2 separate regions of the Mus musculus genome follow, and region 2 is linked to region 1. Evidence: chromatin contacts called from public Hi-C data. All regions are on one chromosome and are shown on one strand. The core of a region is the stretch at or near the end of the contact, and the rest is flanking DNA. Distances in the headings are between cores, read along the strand shown.

Region 1 (4,534 bases), core at 1,441-3,940:
GAACTTTTAAGGGGAAAGGAGAAAACCAATTATGAGATAGATATAGCCGGTATTTTATCAGACGACTTGGTATTTTTACTTTCAGCTCATGGACTGGGATTACGAATGCCAAGGAAGTTTGGGGGACATCGGAGTAACACATGGAACCTATAAGACCAATCACAGGTTGAATCAGGCACGGGTCATTTCATTGCCCACAAAGAAGGACTGTTCCTCATCACAGAGCAGGTGTCTGTCTCCCTCAGTGGCTTTCCTAATGGTTGCCAGATTGACAACATGCAAGGGTGTATGGCATACCCATCCCTTCCTTCCACAGGTAACTAAGCTGAATTTAGAAGAACATCTAGTGCCAGGGTCCTTTGTCATCGGGTTTATATATAAAGAAGAGAGCAGGGCTTTTATAAGTGATAAAAAAGCATGGGATTGAATCTGGAAGTTAATGTTTCCATCAATAACTGAGGGATCCCAGTACTTGCACTTGGAAATGTATATATTTAAGAGGTATTTAAGATTTCCTGGAAATTGGTCTCTAAGTTTATGTTGTGTTTCTGGTCAAGGATGCTATTAAAATACAAACAAGATTTATTTAAAAAAATAGGATTCATTCATTCAGAGACTTGAAAACAAGAAGAGAAGAGAAGGGTCCGTGCTCGCTCTTTACATACCTCATTCTATACCCTGGTAACCTCAGCCAAGTTTCATGCCAGATGATTTTTTTAAAAAGAAGATTCCTTTCCTGGCCAGAACATTGGCGTTTCCAGTCTTCTGTTGCAACCTAATCTTCAGTTGAAAAGCACTAACAGCCTTGAGCTCATGAGAATTCTTACAAATGGCTTCCCTGGTGGTCATTTAGAAAGTGGTTGGCTGAGGACAGATATCTGGCCTCTGAGGAGGGAACAGTCGTTCTTTGTGGGAAACCAAGTGGTCTGGGGTTGCTGCCTCGATTCTGTGAATCATGTTTTCCTAGCATGTCTTAAAGGCTTTCCTGGCCTTCACAATCCCATTTCACGATCAAAAGTCAAGACATAACTTCATATGACAACGTGGAGGAATGCTCTGTTAATCTTGTCTCTTTTTCCTTTAAAAGCAGTCCTTAAAAGTTCTTTGGATGAAATGGGAGCAGCTCAGGGAGAGGTAACCAGTGACTTGGGATAACTGCCCTGTTCATCAGAGGCCTAGAGTTTGTTTATGAAGTAGTCTATTTCTTGACATAAATTAAAACAAATATGCTGGCTTTTTAAAAAATAGTATATCTGCACAAAAGGAAATACAAGTTCTTAGCAGCATAAATATTAGCTCTTTGAGCAAGTCATGCTAGTTGCTAGTTTATCCATCTGTCCCATAGTGCCCTAAGAGGTTAAGTAAACAGTTAACGTCATTGCTTTTGCCAGACAACTGGTTTTTCTCCTAGCAAATGTCTAAGTTTCTTTTGAATTATTTTTTAAAGAGTTTAAGGAGATTTTTATTTTTATCCCTTTAAGAGTTTCATGGCTCTCCTGTGCTTTGTTCTTTCTCAAGCCTGGCTGTCTCGTGAGAACCAGCCAGCCTAATGTCAGCCACATAACGAATACGCCTATTGAGTCAGAGTACCATTCCAGCCTGAGACAAGAATCTTTTAATAGTGGTCACCTCTGTGAGGGATGAGAGTTGAACATTCAAATGTGACACCTGCAATTAGAAAAATCTCTGGTTTTGCCACAGCTATTTTAAAGATGAGGTAATTTGGGGAGTGTTGAAAAAGCAGCATTTATTCAAAACTTTCCATTGCAGTTAATTTATGCCCCAGTAGGTTCATAGTGTTCTGTCAAGAAACTTGCTGTCTGACCTTAGGGTCTTAAAGGGTTAATGTGACTGTTTATGTATTCATTTGTACTTGGTATCGAACCAAGGACCTTAAGTGTATTAAGCTGGCACTTTACCTCCGAGCATGGTTTTAAGCACATAAAAAGTGCTGGGGATAGAACCATAGCATGCTAGGCCTGCGCTCTGATTTTGTTACACTCCTTTCTCCTCTCTACTTCTTGTAACTTCACTGCCCCTGACATCACCTTCCTAGGGTCCAAGTGTCTTTGAACAAAAGAGAAAGCCGGGGATTTAGGGAGTCGGGTTTCATTTCAGAGCAGCACTGGCGATTTCATTAGGCAAGGTGCGAAAGGGCTCCTGCCAGGTAAAGCGCCGGAAAGTTACAAGTTGGGTTATTTTTTAACCGGCGTCCTACAAAACCGACGCCGTGTAGGTAGGTGTCTCCCTCGCTAACTTGTAAAAGAACTCCAGGTTCTTTCGCTCGCTCGGGGAGAGTTAGCAGGCTGAGAATCTGGCAGCCGTTCAACGACCCCGCCCTCGGAGTCCCAGGGGGGCTTCTTCGGGAGAGTGCGATTGTCTAGGGCGGAGGCGCGGCAGGGCAGGAAGGGAGCGGGGCAAGCCCCGAAATCACCCCCCGAAGCCGCCCGGCTCCCAGCGCGTGGAAACTTCCCTGGCGGCGAGCAGGGCGGGAGGGGGCGGCGGTTCCCCTCGGCGCTGAGAGCACCGTGCGCGCGAGGATCGGGGCGCGCGGCGGGCGCGGCGGCCGCCGCCTCCTCCCGTCCCCGCCTCCGCGGCGCAGCCTCCTCCCTCCGCCCCGCTCGGCCTCCGGCTGGCTCCCTCCCCTCGTGGCAGGCTCCGGCGGCGGCGGCGGCTGCGGCGGACGGGGAGGGCGTGCGCCGGCCGAGAGGTGTGGGCGACGAGGCTAGGGAAGTTTCAAGTGGAAGGTCGTCCGCCGGCCGGCGCGTCCCCTCACTCTCCTCCCGCAGCATCATGGCGGAGCCGAGCGGCTCGCCTGTGCACGTCCAGCTTTCCCAGCAGGCGGCCCCGGTGACAGCGGCGGCGGCGACGGCCCCGGCGGCCGCGACATCAGCACCAGCCCCGGCCCCGGCCCCGGCTCCGGCGGCGTCCGCAGCCCCGGCCCCGGCTCCAGCTGCTGCTCCAGCCCCGGCCCCGGCAGCTCAGGCGGTCGGCTGGCCCATCTGCAGGGACGCGTACGAGCTCCAGGAGGTTATCGGTCAGTGCGGAGGGTGCTGCGGGGCCGGTCCAGGCCGGGCGCCGAGACTGGGCGGGAGTGGGTGCGGGATGCGGTTCTCCTGCCTGCCTGCACGCCCAGAGGCAGAGCGGCCGGCTTCGGGGCCTACCGGCTTCAACAGTTATTTTATTGTCTTTTTTAATTTTTAATTTGTCCCTTCCTTCCCTGAGCGCGGCTGCTGCAGGAGGTGGCGCGGCGGATGTGACTCGCACTGCAGACGAGCTGCAGGCTGCAAACTTTTATCTCCCGGATCGCCGGGGCGGCGGAGCTGGAACCCAGTAACGCCGCATCCTCCTCCCCCCTCGAGCCCTGGGGCCGCAGCTCGTGGCCGCTGACCACGCGGATGGGCTGCCTGGGCGGGGTGGGGATGCGGGGGCGCCGCCCTGGGCTTCCGCGCCCCCGCGCCGTGCTGGGTGAAACGCGTCCTGGGAGACCCTGCGGGCGCAGCCGCGCCTCTGCCTCCTGCCATGACCTCTCGGTGGGTAGCCCAGCCACGTAGTAGTGGCAGAGGCCCAGGCGCCTGCCCAGACCAGGGAGGATGCTGGCCTTCTTCTGACAGCCGCCGCATGCTCGCCCTGCAACCCGGCTCTGCGCGCGGTGCGCCCGGTACCTGCCTCCCTCCTTGCGGGCGCGCCGCCTGCTGCCAGCCCCGGGGCCGGTGAGCGGCCGCGCTGGCCTTCTGCCCTGCTCCGGGAGGATCTGCTGGGGTGAAACTCGAGGCTGTCCACGATCCGCGCCCAGCCTTTCGGTGTCTCCTAGGCAGCTCACTAATACCATCTTATCTTACATTTTTAAATACCTGGCAAAGTCGAAAGGCAAGAAGCCCGCGTTACTTTTCTTTGAGCCAAACACGTGTAGGGCCAGGATATTTGTGGTGTCCTCTAGCTTAGAACCTTACCTAAAGGTTCATTCACTTAGAAGTTTTGTGCCTCACCGATGCTGCCAGGCAAAGTGGGCCCCATCATATAACCTTATGAACTCTGGACTGGGGATGTTGCTGGCTCATAATCTTGATATTTAAAGATGGGGACGGGGGGAAATTCAAGTTATCTTTTTCTTTCATTTAAAAAAGATTTCTCTATTTTTCCCTTGAACAATTATAATTAACATAATTAATATAATTTCACTAGACACTCAAAGGAACCCCTTTTATGTCGTGTGTGAATGAGACTTCCAGCAATGCATAAATATACATAAATATATACATACATATATATGTATATATGTATGTATCTATTTGTGTGTTTGATAGGCAGAAATGTGTATATGTGTAGTAATTATGTACTTTGGTATGCAAAGGCTGCTTATAGTCTTTATAGACATTTATAGACAAAATTCTCCTAGTATCTTTCATAACTTTTAGCTAAAGACTCTTCAGGGATGGATCTTGACGTTTCTGTCAGGATTTAATAACACCAAGAGCTTTCAAAGCCCAGAGTCCTCAGTGAAAACTATTTTAGCTTGGGATGTAAGGCTCTT
Region 2 (4,333 bases), core at 341-2,840, 1.1 Mb before region 1:
CCTAAGCCACGCTGCACTCGCTGTTGTGGTCAGCAGAGGTCCAGACTATACTTGCAGGGGGGAGAAGAGGAGGGCAGTAACTGGCAGGCCATCGCTCCAGGGAGGGAAGGCAGAGGGACCCTGCTCTGTCACCACGTGGATAGCCGCCTTTCCTACATCACAGCCCTTTTGCTTAAGGAAAACGACTCTAGGAAAATGGTCTAGGGCTCTATGGGCTTGCTGCAGCGACTGGGGCAGAAGATTCTGGGATGATCAGGCTGAGAATCAGCCGGGTCCTCCGGTGGGGCTCCTAGAGCAACCAATTGCACCGACTGACTCGTCTCGGCACTGCGGAACTGAAGACCGGGGTCTGAAGGGCTCGTGTAAGGTCCACTCTCTTAAAGAGGGTTGTCTCCCAGTTAACAGGTTCAGTGTGGTCCCCGAGGGGAACCATAGAGTTCTCCCGAATTCCTGGTGTTTCTCTCATTATTGGCATTGCGGAGAAAACAACCCCTCCCCCAAGTTTTGTTTCGAAATGAACAGAACTGTAGGAGACGCTGTCTGGCATGACTGACACCTGACGCTTGGGGAGCCAGATAGTTATGGCCTCCAGAGCAATGATAGAATCTCCTCTCTGACTATAAAAACACAAGCTACCCCATCTGGGTAGCCTGCACCCTGTCAGGGGGAGGAGGGCCCCGAGGCAGCTTAGCGAGTTCACACCGAGGCAAGGAGGTCAGGCGGCTTGGCTCTGTCCAGCTTTTTTCTGGTCCTCCCTCCCTCCCTCCCTCCCTCCCTCCCTCCCTCCCTCCCTCCCTCCCTCCCTCCCTCCCTCCCTCTTCCCTTCTTTTTGAGACAGGTTCTTTCTACATAGCCCAGGCTGTCCTGGAACTGTGTGGACCAGGTTGGCCTCAAACTCACAGAGATCCACTTGTCTCTGTCTCCCGAGTGTTGAGATGAAAGACCCGCACTAAAACACCCTCTGCCTTTTCTTTTCTTCCCCCTTCTTTCTCTTCCCCTTTCCTTGCTCCCCTTTCCCCATTTGTTCTTTTTCTTTCCCTTTTCATCTTTTCTCTTTCTTTCTTTCTTTCTTTCTTTCTTTTTTTAGTCGCTGCTCTTGACTTCCCCCCTTTCTCCATTCCTTCCCACCGGTGATAACGTTTTAGAGTTTGTGTCCGTGGCCAATTTCTTCCTCGCCCCGTCTAGCCATCCCTCTGAGTGGCGAGGCCAAGCCCTTGCTCCGAATGTGAGCAGCGGCGATTATTGTCAGTGATTGAATAGGACCTTGGAGTGTGTGTGCTCGTGCGAGCGAGGGGTGGGCGCTCGCCAGCGTGGGAGGCAGTTTTGTGTTCCCGGAGCCTGTGCTCCTGGGTGAGAGCATGCACGAGCGAGCGCGCTTGTGGAGTGTGCATGTGCTAGCGCGCAAGTGTCCGAGGGCCCACTCCTCCCAGAGTCGCAAAGTGCAGGGGGCGGGCCGGGCAGTAGGGGGCCTGGCCCACTGGATTCCCGCATGCTAGTTCCGGGGCGGTCTGGTCTAGAGGGCTTTATGCACTGTCTGGAGGGTGGGGACTGGCGCGGGTAGAAAACGGGATGCCTCAGGCGCCGGGACCGGCTTTCTGCCTCTAGGAGCCAGCGACTGCTGCTGAGCAAGACTCCTGTTCCGGAGCGGAGTAACCTGCCTGTGCCCGCTGCGACGCGCGCCCACCTCCCGGGGAAGGAACGGCGAGGCCCGGGGCCGTCTCCGCGATGGAGCGCGGGGCCGCGGCGGCGGCATGGATGCTGCTGCTGGCGATCGCTGCCTGCCTGGCGCCAGTCAGTGGCCAAGGTAAGCGGTCACCTGCCCGCGCTACGCCACCATAGTCGCTGCGGAGCTGAGCCGGACGAGGGTGGGCGGCTGCGGAGCTGCTCCGGCTGAGCGCTCCGGTGACCCCAGGAGAGATGACTGCAGCGCCGCTTCTTGTACTGGTTGGGGAACGCGGACGCACCGGTTTCGGTGACAGCTCGTCCCACGGCTATCGTGCCTTTGTTCCCACGGGAATTAGTCCTGACCCTCAAGGCTTTCCAGGATGGAACCTGGAGTACGAGGGTCTCCCGCGTGGGTCTGCAGCTTTCTTCTGGCTGGGGCGGGGCGGTCCTCCACGCCGCTCCCAGCGCCGCTTTCCACCTGCAGCGTCCAGCCGGCGCGGGAGATCCGATCCCACCGTGCGCCAGGGGCCGCCGGCCAGAGCCTCCTTCCATCAGTGGCGAAACCCTGTCCCGCGGTGACCCCCATGAGACCGCATCTCATGATACCGATCGTTTACGAGCCCAGATAAGGCGGGGAGGTGGGATTGGCAGAGGAAGCGGCTGATACACTAGAGTACTTTTCTTGAAGGCTTTCCCTTTCCTACCCAGAGCGGGTGCTTTTGTGTTGATGAATGGAGCTGGTTAGCTGCGCCTGAGTTTGGGGACTGGAATGCAGAAAGTTTCTAAAGTGACTACAAACTTTTTCAAGTTGTCCGGGAGGTTTTTTTTTTTTCCTTCCCCGTGAAACAGGGAGAGAGAGGAAAGGGAGGAAATTATTTAGAATAGAAAACTATAAGAGAAGAAAATGAGAGACAAGTTGAAAGGAATGGAGAAAACGGGAAAGCAAAGTGAGGAAGGAGGGAGGGAGGGAGGGAGGGAGGGAGGGAGAGAGAGAGAGAGAGAGAGAGAGAGAGAGAGAGAGAGAGAGAGAGAGACTGACTCAAGGAGAACCCACGAGCTCTCTCCCTGGCTTTCGTTGCTAGGTAGCAGCCTGGTGCTGCGTGTGACCGACCACCAGACAGACAGAACGGACGCTGCAGCCTCTGCAGGGACTAATCTGTCTGTGGGGATGGGCCAGTCCCCACTTCCCCTCCCGCTCTTTCCCGTCGGACAACTTAATTGCCCTACAATAAAAATGAAACCCCTATTGTTGCAGGATTAGTCAAAGCAATAAATTGATTTCCCTAGATCACATATTGGGGTTGATGGGTGAGGACTGTGGAAGCCCCCATTTATAGAGAGGAGAGAGGGGAGGGCTTGTGGATGGGCCGTGGCATGTATTCAAATGGTTAATCTGCTTTCTTTCCTCAATTCTTAGCGTAAGCTCCTTAGAGGGAATCAAGTAAGTAATTATACAGCAGCTCCAGGCAGCACCCATCTCAGACTTCCTGGGAAGTTTGGGAGCGCCAACAAATCCACCAGGCTTTGCAAAAATCTTTCGAAAAGGAGGGGTGGGCGGCAAGAGAAGATGTCTAACAGTTCTTCCTTTGAACACCTTTCTACAGTATTGGAAACGCAGAAAGGAGACTTACTGTTATATTGTGTGTGCGCCCGCGGTAGGGAGAGTGCTTAGGGTTATATATCATGCGCTAAATATAGCCCTAGGGTTTAGTGTACTTTTCTGTTCCTGTCTGGAGGGAAAGGTTGCTTACATTCTTGAGCTGATGTCCCTTTACCACCGGAACATGCATTCTTCTCCCTGTTTTTTGGTGTCACCAAATACTGTGTACCTAGATTTCCTCAAGTTCTCATCCATGTGAATTACGGAGAAAAAGTGGGAAGCATTTTTCAAGTTTTTAGCGGATAATGCAATAATCACCTAACATATGGCTGAGAGCACATACAAGCATACATACATGCACACATACACGTGTATGACATGTGTATATATTCTTCAGGAATTTGTTTATTTGTTTGTTTATTTATTTATTTGAGACAGGGTTTCTCTGTAGTCCTGACTGTCCTGGAACTTGCTCTGTTGATTAGGTTGGCCTGGAACTCAGATCTGCCTGCCTCTGCCTCCTGAGTGCTGGGATTGATGGCATGCATCGCCCGCCCTGGCATTCTGGGTAACAAACTAGAGCCCAAGTGTCACCATTTTTAGTTTTGCTATTTGATTATTGTAATTAATTTTTTTTAAAATGAACCAGTGTTTCCATGTTTAGCCCAGGCTGGCCTGAAGTTATGACTCAGGCTGTTTGTGATCTTCTGGTCTCATTTCTTTTCCAAACACACACACAAAATGTAATTTTGCCTTTATTCATGTGTGTGTAAGCGTGCACGCGAGTGCACATATCATAAACATGTGGAAAGTAGTGTGGATCCCAGAATGCAGTTCAAGTGGTCAGGCTTGGCGTCGAGCATTTTCCTGATAAATCATTTTGATAAATGCATTTTGAAGTGATTTTTTTCTTTCCTTTTCATTTTTTAAGAATCTGTCCCCCACTTAAATTCTTTAATCCAATACCAATTTGGTTATGCCTTTTGTGATGATTGTATCTTGAGTGGGACCTGTAATACACAGGCTACATTTGTTTTTGTTTTTTTCTAACTCTGGTCTCTGCAACCT

Evidence for each region. A called contact is a pair of places that touch in the nucleus more often than the background predicts.
Region 2: a contact with region 1 is called in a Hi-C map of embryonic stem cells, with 7 times the contacts expected there. The contact joins the promoter of Lrp2 here to the promoter of Stk39 in region 1. A contact is called at or near these places in 2 of 39 promoter capture datasets (cranial neural crest and hippocampal neurons), 10 of 484 Hi-C or Micro-C datasets (all in embryonic stem cells) and 3 of 115 datasets of contacts at active chromatin or transcription factors (all in embryonic stem cells).

Annotation. Positions count from the first base shown.
Region 1 is chr2:68,470,137-68,474,670 of GRCm38.p6, reverse strand. Stk39 (serine/threonine kinase 39) reads left to right here and starts at 2,690. Exons shown (of 18, transcript NM_016866.2): 1 at 2,690-3,037. The coding sequence starts at 2,794. It overlaps Gm13596 (a long non-coding RNA gene), which reads right to left and starts at 1,707. Exons shown (of 4, transcript XR_866392.3): 1 at 666-1,707.
Region 2 is chr2:69,583,286-69,587,618 of GRCm38.p6, reverse strand. It overlaps Lrp2 (low density lipoprotein receptor-related protein 2), which reads left to right and starts at 1,590. Exons shown (of 79, transcript NM_001081088.2): 1 at 1,590-1,804. The coding sequence starts at 1,726.